Regions from separate parts of the Mus musculus genome. Here region 2 is linked to region 1. The links are chromatin contacts, called in public Hi-C maps. All regions are on one chromosome and are shown on one strand. Each heading gives the region's core, a stretch centred on a gene start, on an enhancer-like site or on the middle of the called end of the contact. The rest is flanking DNA. Distances are from core to core; before and after follow the strand shown.

Region 1 (6,923 bases), core at 3,396-5,895:
TCACCTGGCCCACAGGACTTGGAGCTGGCACGGAGTCCTGATGCTTTGAGCCACTGCACTGTGAGGCAGGGAAGACACTCAGCGGCTCCCTGACCTCACAGCTCCTGTTGATGCCATCCTCTGGACACTTTCTTATTTGCTAACTTTCGATCTTTCCTTTACCCAGGCAGGTAAACTCCCATGTGTGAGTGCTCACCTCTTCTGTTCACTATGCAGCCACTAACTGCAGAAGACGGTCTCCCTCATAGGAGGCAGATGATGAACACACACCAGGAAAATCTGCTTCAAGATCCAACAACTCTTCCACACCCCCAGAGAAGAGGCTAGAAAAAATAAGGTCTGGTCGAAATGGGGGGACAGGAGGGTTTCACACTAGTGACAAGCCAGAGATTAGGATCCCCAGAGAGAAGAGTTAATGAGAAGCCCGACCATCTTGAAGATGCTCACGGCAAGATTCTCTTGGCCTGCGGGGTTGACACTAGCCTGAGCCTCTCTCCATTGCCTGGCCAGATGGCCAAATCTTATTTGTCTTCCAGAGATCAGATTTAGGTCACAGACGTTCTGAGAGGGCTGTGGAGGCCCCAATGAAGCACAGAGTGGGATTGAGCTAACCCCTTTGCCTGGCGACTAATACACAAAGCTTCTACCCCCCCAGACCACTGAGGTCCATTTGAAAACAGCCAGTCTGTGCTTGACCTGAGAAATGCAGATGGTGAGATTACAGAGAAGAGCAGCCCCCGTGAAGACGGGTTATTTTTAATAAGCTCTGCCTGGTGGAAATTCACCAAGGAGGTGGGAACGCAGACGAGGGCACTCACTGCTCCCTGGGTGTTAACTATTTTCAGTGCCAAGGACATGGCCATTCCCTTGCTCCTCCCATCTAGTTAGAATGAAAGAAAACAAATGATTTGAGTTGAGAAGTCACACTGGTCCTGGAAAACTCAGCGAAAACTTCCTGTTTAAGAGACGCTCCAGAGGCTAGTCAGGCTGCCAGGTGGCAATGAACAGGACTCTATACTTCTCAAGGAAAAATCTCGATGGGCTAGGTCAGCTCCTCCAAATGGCGGCTCTGTCAAGGCTTATGCAGAACATTTGGCCTGCCAATGCAAGAGCCAGACTCCTGTTTCCTTTCTGATACACAGCTCTTGGTACTAGCCCAGCAAGAAGGGAAGGATGGCACAACTAGAACGAAAATGGGCACCCACTGAGTTTTCCCCATCCCCTTCTCAAGTGGGCTAGAGGCACCCAACAGAACACAGGGCTGGAGAATCCCACCAGATGTTGGGCTCAGTCTGACCCTGCTCAGCATCATCGACTCCCCAGACAGGTCTCACAGCAGCAGCCACTTCATCTTCTCCATATGGGGAGCAGCTCTGGTCCTGCCCTTGGTCTTTGGTCCTAGTCACTGCTATAGCTGCATCTACCTGCTGGGTGAGAGCTCCCCCTAGCCTAAGGCATTATGTCTCAGCTGTATGGTGACAACTCTTGGGTTTCTGTTCCCAAGCACAAACCTTCTCCATGAGCTCAGTAGTGGATGCTTATCACTCTGGGTTCGATTCACATGCAGGTCTCCTAGAGTTCTCCAGCTGAATGCTGAAGAGGCTTGGTCTGTAAAATGAAACTCCCAATCTTCTCTCAGCATGACCTCCCGCAGTCTTAGCCTTACTTCACCCTCCCAATTGCTTGTGTCAGAACTAGGAAGCTGGTGGCAGCTACTATTGACAGAATTTGTAAACATGAAGAAGCCAGGCTTTGAGTGAGGGACTCTGTAGACTGAGCTAACTGAAGTAAGAAGATCTACCTGAAGTGTGGCGCCATCATTCATGTGCTCCCACTGCAGAAAAAGAAGAAAACCAGGCTGGAGAGAAAACCAGGGCTCAGAGGTTACGAGCGCTGGCTGTTCTTCCAGAGGTCCTGGGTTTGAACCTCAGTTCCTACATGGCAGCTAATAACTACCCGTGACTCGTGTCTCAGAGAATCTGATGCCCTCTTCTGGTCCCCAAGGGTACCAGGCATGCACATGGGTCTCAGACATGCATGGACGCAAAGCACCCATACACAAAAGAAGGAAGAAAACAGAAACAAGAAAAAAGGAGGAAGGAAGGAGGGACGGAGGGAGGGAGGAGGGAGGGAGGGAGGGAAGAAGTGTTATGGGGTCCATTTGAATCCAACATAACTCGAACACCAGATCAACCGAGATGACAAAAGTATTTGTGATCAAGTCGCTACTGATCAATCAGAGCCGCAGAACAGACTCAGGAACTGCCAGAGCCAGAATATCACAGCATCTTTAAGCTTGCAGACCACAAGCATCCGTGCCATGTTATTGTTACATTGTCCACCACTAAGGGTAGGAATTGGTTCCTGGGCCTGGAAACATGAACTTAGTTTAACCCTGCCAGCAAAATGGAGAAGTTGTCCCTGAGGTGGCTGGACTCCGACAACTGTTTCCTTACAGAAGAAAAAAAAAGGGGGGGGGGAGAGAAGAAGAGAGGAGGGAAGAAGAGAGGAGGGAAGAGGGAGGGAAGAGAGGGAAAGAAGGCGTGGAGTTTGGATTTGTATTTGAGAAGACGACGACCTGATTCACCATCGCCTGCTGCTTTTCTCCCTGGATGCAATGTGGGTTTCCTGCCACCAAGACTTCCCTGCCATGACGGATTCTACCCTCATATTATGACCTCAAATAACCCCTGCCTCCTTACACTGCTTCTGTCAGGTGCTCCATTGTCCCAAAGTAATTACCAGGGAACCACCCACCCATTTTTTTCCTCTTTCATTTCCCAATTTCTCCCTTCCCTCTCCTCCCTCCAAACCCGCCCTCTACCCCTCCTTCCTCTCTTTCAAACCATGGCGTCTTTTGTCATTGATCGTTATTGGATGAATATCATGTATATTCCTAAGTATAACCTGTCCAGTCTGTACACTGAGGCTTGTATGTGTGTTTTCAGGGCCAGCCTTTTGGTATTGGATAACCGATTGTGCCCTTCTCTGGAGAAAACCATTTCTTTTGCCCTCAGCCTTCCTTAGCTGCCTGCCGTTCTTTGTGCAGGGCTGAGGCCTCCCTGGGCTTCCCCCCACTCACTTTGGCTTGTCTATTCGTGTCGTCTTTGTTCAGCTCATGCTTGGGAAGTCATGTTTGTGAGATTTATGAGTATGCCTTCTGACAGTACTAGGAGACACAATCTCATAACCTATCCCCCGATCTTCACTCCCTCTTCCGCAATGTTTCCTGAGCCTTACGTGTGGGAGTGTTTTGTAGATGTAGCCATTGGCACCGGATGTAGGACCTGGGCCAGATATGAAAGTTTGCTTGTAGCCCACACCACTTCTGAAAGGCTGCTTCATGAGGAAACCCGTTCTCTCTCCTTAGGAGAGTTTGGGAAAAGTTCTAAACGGCTTATAATTAATTGTAAATGAATAAACAGTTGGGCCTTGTGCTTTCCCTCTTCCCTCTCCTTCTCCTTTTCTTTTTCTCCCAAGTGAAGTGAACACACTTGCTTAGCTGCTTCAGACTCTGAAAGCTGCACACTTCCCAGCTGCACAGGCATCGACAGAAAGCCACCAGCCTTCAGATCAAGGGGAGTCTGAAGAAGAAACAAGGTGGGCTAATCAACCCCAAGACCGAGGAGATGGAGTGCTAAGCCATGGGCTATTTTATTACTTCAAACAGCTCGCCTGTCTTAGGTTACCAGTGCTGTGAAGAAACACAGAGATCAAAGCAACTTAGGGAGGAAAGGGTTTGTTTTGCTTAGGTATCCCGAATCACAGCCCACTGAGGGAAGCCAAGGCAAGACCTCAAACTGCAGAGGCACCAAGAGGCAAAAGGTGATGCTGAGATGGTGGAGGAGTGCTAACTTACAGGCTTGCTCCTCCTGACTTGCTCAGCTTGCTTGCTTATGGCATCCAGAACCACTAGCCCAACACCACACACAATGGGCTGGGTCCTCCCATATCAATCACTAATTAAAGTGTCCTACAGCTCTGCCTTCAGCCTGAGGTTGTGGAGACATTTTCTTAAGGAGGTTCCCTCCTTTCAGATGACTCTAGCCTGTGTCAAGTAGACTTAAGGAGAGAGGACACCTCTCTGTGACCATAGTCCCTCCTCCTCCTCCTCCTCTTCCTCCTCCTCTGAAGAAGAAGAAGAAGAAGAAGAAGAAGAAGAAGAAGAAGAAGAAGAAGAAGAAGAAGAAGAAAAAGAAGAAGAAGAAGAAGAAGAAGTAGAAGTAGAAGAAGCACTGATTTGGGAGTGGGACTAGGAGTCTTTCTAAAGCTTCTTTGAGTTTTAACTAGACAGAGGATGACACCTTGAGAATCAAGACTATCCTCAATGTTCCCAGCATGCACGTCTGGCCTTCCGTTCTGCAGCTGCCCCCAGGCTCACAGAAGCACTTGGGGGAAAGGAAGGACTGTGCCCTTGGCAGTTATGGAGAAGCAGGGACAACTGTCCACAAACAAGGTTGGGAGAGGGGGACCTGTTTTTAGCCCAGATGTAAGTTTTTTTGGTCTGTTCTATCTCTTCTTCTACAGAGCATCCTCTCCCCAAGTCTGAACAAATCCCTATCAGACCTTCTGGGTCTGAGACACTGGTGCCTCCCAAGCTCTGGGGATGGTTTGTGACTCAGCCCTAGCCAATCAGAGTCACCTGTCTTCCAGTCCCAGTGACGCGTTCAAGAACGGGCAAATGACTCAGCCCCAGCCAATTAAACCCTTCGGCCTTCCTGTCACAACAATAAGGTCAAACATGGGCGCTTAATTTAGTCATAGCCAAATTGGAAGTCTGTTTCCTGGCCACAGTGGTAGATTCGAGGAGTGGCCCATGCCCTGACTTAGCAACTGGGATCAGGGCTTGTGACTGCGGTCCTGAAGCTGCAGCTAGAGCTTCTTGGAAAGAGGCCTGGAAGGACCTCTTATCTTCCCAAAAAGGACTTCTGGAACTCACTCTTATCTCTAGGGTGCCGAGGACTTAGGGCTGATAAGATATCTTTTCCACCTGTCAGTTAAAGGCCAGCCTGAGACCTGGGCATCTGTGTCTGACAGGAACAGCAAGTGGGAGACATTCGTTGCTCTTTTCACAGGGAAATGGCTGAAAGGCAGGGGCTATTTTAGTAGGAACTCACAGATTTTCAGTGTGATATGTAGAGGCCACTCACAAATGTGGCTTTCTCTTTAGTGAATACTTTGATTGACATGGGTGAGCTTCATGCCAGGTCCTCCCCTACTTGGCCACCAGCACTGGATTCTTGCCTGAACTCTGCCTTTCAGTGTGGGTACAGGCTCCATATCTCTAGGCACAGATGGTTCATAAGTAGCCACTCCATGAAATATTTAGCTTTGGTGTATATCAGATTCCAAGGGGGTGGGGGGTGGGGAGGAGGGCTTCTCAATTGGAAGGGGTAACAGGGGTGCATGTGGGCAAGCAGACATGGTCCCAAGTGATAGTTATGAAACGGCATGCTAGATGATCATAACCACAGGAGGATCCTGGCCACTGTGGTTCCCTGTAGGTCTGTAGTCTGTATCTGTTAGCATGAGGCCCTTCACACAGCCCGCTGAGCACTGTCCCCCACCCACCCACCCCCTGCCTCACAGGGAAGAAAAACAAACCTTTACATCTTTCTCCAACCAAGTAGCAAATTACCAGAACCAGACCAAATTACTATGAGTCAGACAGTTTTATTCCAGTATGGGAGAGAGCACAGTATTTCTTATTTGACTGGAGCGAGATAAACCCCCTGTTTCCCAGAGCAATTGTGAGATTTCATGTCTGATATTGTGACTCCTTAAGAATTCATCTAGCAGGCTTTCTTCCCCTCCATATGGTGTTTGCTGTCAGTATAGAAACACGGCTGATATAAACACAGGCACAGTAAACACGTGATTCTAACACAAGCTGTCAAGCTCTTCCAACTGTACAGATGATCCCAGGAAAGAAAGCCACTTACTACCTGGTCAGGAAGAGACAAAGGGACCAGAAACCATCTTCCAGCCTCCAATGGAGGATACATTTATCCTTATATCCAAAAGCAGAGATTCCTTTAGGAATGGATGACTTCATGGGGGAGGGGCGTGAGCATGGGAACGGGCTAGGTGATGGGAGAAAGCGGAAACCAAAGTTCTCAGCATAGCAAGAACAACGTGAACAAATCAGATGCTTCCAGCGAAGCTGGAGGCAAGAGGAACCGTGTGGCAGAGCTTTGGAGTAGAGCCTCTCTGAAGTGTCACAGCAATAGCTGTGCCACTGGTGGCTTTTGTGGAGAGTCCCACTCTGTTTCCCAGTGTAGCCTGGGAAGCTCAGGAGGACAGAGCCTTTTCTTTCTGTCTCTCCAGCTGGAGCACCTGGGAAGCTATACACACAGGTACGTATGCACTACATAATCACTGTATACACACACACACACACACACACACACACACACACACACCACACCACACCAGACATATACTCTCACAACAGCCCACACACATACACACCGCACACATATACACACATACACAATGCACACACATACACCCACCACACAGAGACTTATATGGACACATGATATACACATACCACACCACATACACTTGTACACTCTCACACACACATACGCTCACACACAACAGTCCACACACATACACACCACACACATATACACCCATATACAACTCACACACATACACACACCACACATACACATACACATATATGCACACATGTAAACACACACCACTCATACATACACTCTCACACACATACACACCACACATACATACATATATGCACTCACACATACACACACCACACAAACCACATACACACATGTACATATACACCCATACACACCACACACACATACACATATACACCCATAACATCACATACACACATATATACCATACACTCATACACATCACACACACACATGGCTGGGGGTGAAGAC
Region 2 (6,779 bases), core at 124-2,623, 38 kb before region 1:
GTGGACAAGTGTATATCCACAATGTATGTGCTTGTGAAGGCTAGAGGTCAGCGTTGGGTGTTAGTCCTCAGTGCCATTCATCTTGTTTTGTGAGGCAGGATTTCTCACTGGCCTGTAGCTAACCAAATAAGCTAGTCTGGCTGTCCAGTGAACCCTAAAGTTCACTGAACCTTGCTCAGAGAACCCATCTGTCTCTGCCTCCTTATCATTAGGGTTATAAATGGACGCCACCACCTGCCCAGCTTTTCCATGGCGGTTCTGGGAACTGAACTTAGACCCTCCTGTTTGCACGGCAAGCACTTTACCAGCTGAGCCTTCTCTCTGGAGTTGTTGTAGGCATACATTTTTCTCAACCTACTGTAACAAGGGTTCAACCTCTCCTCTAGCCCAGCACCCACCAGAGGGAGTGGGAAAGAAAAGTCATTAGAACACGGGGGAAGTAGACCTGTTTAGAAATAGTTCTTTGGAGCGAGTCCAGTCTTGGTTGTTCTCAGTCCAGTCCACTAGCAAACACCACACACAAATCAGAATCTGTAGACCAGTCCACTGGACAGACACCACACAGGAATCAGGAGCTACATTCCAGAGCGATTCAGGAGGACCCAAGGAGCTATGTAAAGAGATAACTCACATCACATCACATCACATCACATCACATCACATCACATCACATCACATCACATCACATCACATCACATGGCCCAGCAAATTGTGGGTCCCCATGAAGGTGTCATGATCTGGTGGCCACTTTAGCACCCAGCCAGGGCCTGGAAAAGGCCCCCTCATCTCTGGAGGCTTAGAGGTAGCCACTCAGGATGGACCCTGACTCTCATTTCTCCATGGACCCGTGGTTCAGGACACTCAGGACTCATGCCAAGTCCTTACCACTAGTACACAACTCCTAAAAATAATAAGTAATAGAAATAACCAAATACAACAGATCTCTTTTAGAAACCACTGGCTTTAGCAAGCTGAAGGGCTCTTAAACCTGGTGGGGCATCGTCATTCCAAGGGTGGTCAACTGTCTATTTTTGTTCCAGGCATAAGACTTTCAGTGCAAAAGCCAGGATGGTCCTGGATAGCTAGGTGCATCAGTGACTAGAGATGCCTACTTCCACACACCATCCCATCACCTAGAGATTCTGTCTCTAGCCCTGCTCAGCCAGCACCCTGGGGATATCTCTGCTACTTCACCTTCTCCTCCAGGCTCCTGGGCTTTCTCTGTGACTCCTAGTCCCACTTCTATTTAAGGGGTGTTTGCTGACACTTGGATTTTTCAGGCTGAGATTTCGATGATAGAAATAACCCAGTGTCCTATTCACCATGTGTCCCCTGGGGCCTGGCACAGAGCCTGGAGCCTGTGGAGAGACTGAGAACTACATCCTGTGTCATGCATGAGCTCATCCCATCACCATAGCAACAGATAGCCCAAAGGCCAGGAGTATGGCTCTGGTTCTTTGGCAAAGCTCAGACTGGGTGCTCAACTCATCTACAACATGGGGCATGGACCAAGAAACCACTGCTGTGTCTTTGCTGTTACTCTTGACAGAGCAGTGGCTATTCCATAGCTCCCAACAAACTTAAAAACAACCAAACAACAAACTCCCAAATGGTGGCCTTTGCTGTAATGCAGTGGCTCTCAGCCCAGGTGATCTTAGAATTATGTGAAGTTTGAAAAAATCCTGATGCCCAGGCTTGGTCCAAGGCTATTTGGATCCTGGGTATAAGATTAGTGTTTTGTGTGTGTGTGTGTGTGTGTGTGTGTGTGTGTGTGTGTTTCTCTCTTTTTTTCTCTGTATGTTTCTATGTGTGCTTGTCTGTGTGTCTGTCTGTCTCTGTGTTTCTCTGTCTCTTTCTGTGTCTATCTTTCTGTGTCTCTGTGTGTCTGTCTCTCTCTTTCTCTCTGAGTGAGTGTTTCTCTCTATATATGTTTCTATGTATGCATGTCTCTGTCTCTGTGTGTGTGTGTGTCTCTCTCTGTGTCTACCTATGTCTCTGTGTGCCTGCCTCTTTCTCTGTTTCTCTCTGTCTCTGTGTGTGTGTGTGTTTCTGTCTCTTTCTGTGTCTCTGTATTTCTGTCTCTCTGTTTCTCTCTGTCTCTCTCCAATTGAGTGTGTGCTTCTCTCTCTTTGTGTGTCTCTGTGTCTCTCTATCTTTCTGTGTCTTTGTGTGTCTCTCTCTCTGTTTTGTGTGTGTGTGTATGAGAGAGGTGTTATTTTTCTCTCTCTTTTCCTCTCTCTCTTTCTCTCCCTCTGTGTCTCTCTGTGTCTAACTTTCTGTGTCTCTGTGTGTCTGTCTCTCTCTGAGTGTGTGTGTGTGTGTGTGTGTGTGTGTGTGTGTGTGTGTGTGTGTGTAGGGGCTAAGGGACAAGTTTGGGTGTCATCCTTAGGAATACTATCCACCTTCACTGAGACAGGGCCTCTCAATGGTTTGGAGCTCTCATTTAGATGAGACTGGCTGGCCAGGGAGCCCCAGGGATCCTCCTGTGTTTGCCTTCTCAGTGCAGGGATTACAAGTACACAGCAACATACCCGGTCTTCTGTGGGTGTTGGGTTTTGAACTTAGGGACTCACACTAGCAATGCAAGCAGTGTGTTACTGGATGAGCTATCTCCTCGTCTGCCCTTCCCTCTTTTGAGAGAAGGTCTTGTGTTGTCCAGGCTTGCCTTCCAGACAAGCCAAGGATGCCCTTGAATGTCTGACCCTTTTGCTTCCACATCCTAAGTTGCTGGGGTTACAGTTGTGTGCCGTAACATCCAGATCCTATGGTGCTGGGGACCGAACCACGCATGCTAGAGAAGCATTCAACCAACTAAGCAGCCCCAGCCCAGAGCCTTTCCTTTGCTTTATCTCGAGGTGATTCCAAACAGGCAGCCAGTTTTGAGAGCCACTGCTGTGACTGGCATCCCCACCGCACACTTGAAGCCTCCTCGTAGGTGGCATTTGCAGAACGTCCTGACAACCCCCTTAGTGTCAGAAAGGATCCCCTGGTCAGTCCCACCATGTGGGTGGGTGGGTGATCATGGACACTGTTCAGAACCACCAGGGAGTTCTGGGTCCCCGATCCTCTGCTGCCCCTTATCCTGATGATCAGGGAACCTCCACCTGCAAGAGGATGCCAAAGATAAGATGCAGGGACCGTTCCTCACATCCTTAGAGCTGTGCTAACAAATGGTTAACGACCAGAAGAGGGGATCTTGTAGATCTCTGATTCATATTATTTGCTAATTGCTGTGCTGTCAATACTACCCCCCGGGCCCCGGGTCTGCTGCAGGCTCTCCTCCTTCAGTGGTTGAGCAGAGGGTTGGGAAGAGATCTGTACCATATCTGCCAACTTTCAAGAGCTGCAGCAAGGCAGTCCCCACCCCCACACTCATGTAGCTTTCACTGTCATTATTTGGCCCCATCCCCCAACCCTTGCCAATGGTTCTTAGTCTGCTGGGACTTTGAAGATACACAGGCACCAACAGCTCTTGCTTGGTGGTGCTCTTTTGGACCTCTGACTGTGAACCTGGGCTATACAGACTCAGTGGGGCATCTTCACACTGACTCATAATTGACCCAGACAGGAGATGCTCAGTAGTGGAACCACATGTGGTACTTCTTGATATTCAAGATAGTAATTTCCATTCAGGTCACATTTCAATCTTCAGCGTCTATGGCAGGTTCGGGGAGGGGAGTTGTCGTGGGCTTCATTGGCAGGTAAGGAAACTGAAGGTTAGTGTGGAGGGGTGTTTCTGGGTCCTCCACACCTGAGAGAGTACCCAAGTCTCTGGACAACCAATGGGGGGCTTCAGAACTCATGCCCCCATTTGTATTTCCTGACATCGAGATCTGTGGCAGGATTAGCTGATTTAGGCACTGCGTGGGATACAACACTGGGTAGTTAGCAAGCATGGGGGGAGCTAATCCTGCTAGCTTCCTTGGGTACCGAAGACTACACACTCCCTCTTCCTATACCCTAGTTACACTGTGTCAGTGCCACAGATCTCAGTGTCAGGAAATACAGATGGGTGGAACTGATTTTGTCCCTCTACTTTACACATAGGTTCCAGGAACTGAATTCAGGTCACCAGGCTTGGTGAAGACGTGTTTTACCAGCTGAGCCATCTCTTCAGCTCTGAGCTAATATTTTCCAGATGTAAAGAACTGGGCTATGTTGTCTCATCCCAAGAAACAAGAGATCCATGGCAGTGCAGTTGCTAAGCTTACTACTACTGCAGCCCCGGAGCTCGCAGTGCTGGAAGATGGGTAGCACCGGTGAGGATGACACAGGTGAGAGGCAGGTTGAAGATGGGTTGGGCTGCTTTCTCATCAGCCCTTGCCAGGTGGCAATGACAGCTCGTCAAGACTTCCGCTTTCCACAAAAGCAGAAAACCAGGGTGTTAATGTGAAATTTCTTCATTTAAAAGTTTGACTATTAATTCAACATTTGTCTACTTCTTAGATACAGATGGAACAAAACACCCGCCTACAGTGTTACCAGTTTGCTAGCGTGCTACCAGGTGCGTGTCAGCCCGATTGGAGGTGTGGGTGGGGTGGGAGAAGGGAGAGTAGGTTCCCTGGAGGTGAAGGACTACAGGTGAACTGGAGTGATGGGGGAGACTCAGGTGTCTGGAGGGCTTAAGGGGAGGTGAGGGCTGTCCAGAGGTCAGGCTTGGGGATGGGGGTGGGGCTAGGGATGGTGCAGGTCTGGGCCTCAGGGTTGGATTCAGGGTACCGGGAAGTTAGATGTGTGACCTTCTGGACCTCAAGGGCAAGGCTGCCGAGATGGAAACCAGTGACCTTGCTGTGTGTACAGTTGCTTCCATGGGTCTCAGGCCAGGCCCTGCAGTAGCCTGAATCTAACCCATTGGAGGAGTCAGGCCACGGTGGCCAGACAGAGGTGCTGTGTGTGAGGAGGTCCAGACCATAATCCCCAAGAGAACCCAGAGCAAAGCTTGAGGCTTCTGATGGTTCTTCCTGTGGCAAGATGAGGGCCACAGGCCAGAGAATGAGGCTTGGCCACTGCCTTTCCCTTTGTAACCACAAGGGAGCAGCAGAGGCACAGCCATGTCCCTGGTTGTCCCAAATGCTCCAGCTCAAAGCCTGGGTTGGAGAGGTTTGGAGGGCCAGGGTAGGTGCAGGGAAGGGTAGAAGCAGGAGTCATCTTTGCCTCATTCTCTCAGCATGTCCCTGTTGAGGTCCCTTGAGACCATGATATATGACATCAGTGATACGTTAACCATGGCTGTGACACTTGTTCTACAAGCTTGTCACACTGCGTAGAGAGCTAACGGTGGCACAATCAAGTATCACTGCCAGCCTTCTGTCGGTACCTCTGCCTGACCAGTGCTTCCTCTTCTTCCAGTTGTCCACCTTGACCATGCTGAAGTACAGTTTGAAGAGGTCGTGGGGTGTGGGTATGACTCGGAGCTACATGCCACTCCTCACTGTGCCTTTTATACACATCACTGGCAGAGTGACACTTCCTCTTCTTCTAGACTTAGTCTAGATGGATGGCAGATCCATTGCCAAATCCTTCCTGGAGCTCTATGACACAAAAAGGAAGCTGGAGTAATGTGGAAACTTCTGGTTTCTTTGGAAAGTCAGTTATGCCAAAGAATGTTTTGCTGAAGCAGACACGGGTGAAAGGTTGTTGTGCTAAAGTAAACACGTGGAAGGACATGTGAAAAAGGATTCTTTGATAATGACACACATGTCTTGGTTCGCCTTACATGTGTAGTTGAGCTGCGTTTGTTGTGACTCCATAGAGAGAAACGCACCAAAAAAAACTTTGGTGGTATGCTACCACTTCTGGAGGACATGTGATGCTTGGAGGAAGAATAAATAAGAGTCTGCAATGCATCATGGGTCTCTAGTTGTCGCTGATCTTCACTTCGTTGAGAGAGACATGGCAGAGAACTTCTGGTGTCCCTGCTGGTCTTGGTCATTCTTGCTGACTTGTGCCTATTCAGTGGAAACCTGGCTGTCTCTGCTAGGTCATGCCACCACTGCTGGGTCATGTTTGCTATCCCATCACTACTGAACTGGACTGCTGGTGTATCCATGAAGTGTTTGTGAGTGGATGGAGCTGCAGTCCAGTTCAGAAGGCCTGGAGTCTTGGGTCAGGGAAACCTTCCCCCATCCTCCATCTGCCACCCAGCAGGTGTTTCAAACACTTTGTGCAGAAAGCCTTCCTGGATGGTGCTCCACTGTGCTCAAGGGCTCTGACTATGGCTTCAGAGTTCTTCTCAAGATGGATGGTGTCTCCCCAGATAGAAGGTGCACAACAACTTTCATGACTGTGTCCCCAGTGACAAGCAAGGCTTCCACAAACAGGATGTTCTGCACACATATTTATTTCAGTGAAGAAGGGTGTCCTCTACCTTAAAGATTATATTCAACCTACCTGGGCTTTGAACCATCTCTTGGGGGTATAGTGGGGACTGGAGATGGTTCAGTGGTTAACAGAACTCACTTCTAGAGCACCCTGGTTTGATTCCCACAACAACATGTCAGCTCACAACTGTAGGTGACCCCAGTTTTAGGGAATCTGACACCCTTTTCAGGCTTCTGTGCAATAAAAAATTTCTTACTGCACCCTCATCACCACCTTAACAAAATGTCATAGATTCATCCCAGAAGTACCGAAGAGTCACATATAAAGGAAAATCCAACAGAATAACTGCCGATGTCTCAGTGGAAATGTGGAAATCCAGAAGAGCCAGGGAGCAATGTGTTCCAAGTCCTCAAAGGCTATGGCAGTTAACCTAGGCTAATATACCCAGCAAAACTATA

What was found. A called contact is a pair of places that touch in the nucleus more often than the background predicts.
Region 2: a contact with region 1 is called in a Hi-C map of bone marrow-derived macrophages, with 4 times the contacts expected there. The contact joins two enhancer-like sites. A contact is called at or near these places in 13 of 39 promoter capture datasets (the 3T3-L1 cell line, 3T3-L1-derived adipocytes, the C10 cell line and 9 more), 6 of 15 datasets of contacts at CTCF or cohesin (the G1E-ER4 cell line, the NIH/3T3 cell line, embryonic stem cells and 3 more), 123 of 484 Hi-C or Micro-C datasets (the 3T3-L1 cell line, 3T3-L1-derived adipocytes, the 63-12 cell line and 65 more) and 9 of 115 datasets of contacts at active chromatin or transcription factors (the HPC-7 cell line, Th17 cells, astrocytes and 5 more).

What each region holds. Positions count from the first base shown.
Region 1 is chr7:128,308,328-128,315,250 of GRCm38.p6, reverse strand. No RefSeq gene overlaps it. Among named protein-coding and RNA genes, the nearest start is that of Rusf1, 14 kb to the right of the region's middle. Within about 2 kb of position 4,645, at least 77 of the 459 cell types and tissues checked have an H3K27ac peak or open chromatin away from gene starts, as enhancers often do. A contact at or near this core is called in the HL-1 cell line, the N1E-115 cell line, adipose-derived mesenchymal stem cells and 7 more, where this site is marked.
Region 2 is chr7:128,343,370-128,350,148 of GRCm38.p6, reverse strand. It overlaps Gm32707 (a long non-coding RNA gene), which reads left to right. Exons shown (of 3, transcript XR_378506.3): 1 at 1-4,274; 2 at 4,447-4,504; 3 at 5,350-5,846. Among named protein-coding and RNA genes, the nearest start is that of Gm32707, 4.8 kb to the left of the region's middle. Within about 2 kb of position 1,373, at least 60 of the 459 cell types and tissues checked have an H3K27ac peak or open chromatin away from gene starts, as enhancers often do. A contact at or near this core is called in the HL-1 cell line, the N1E-115 cell line, adipose-derived mesenchymal stem cells and 7 more, where this site is marked.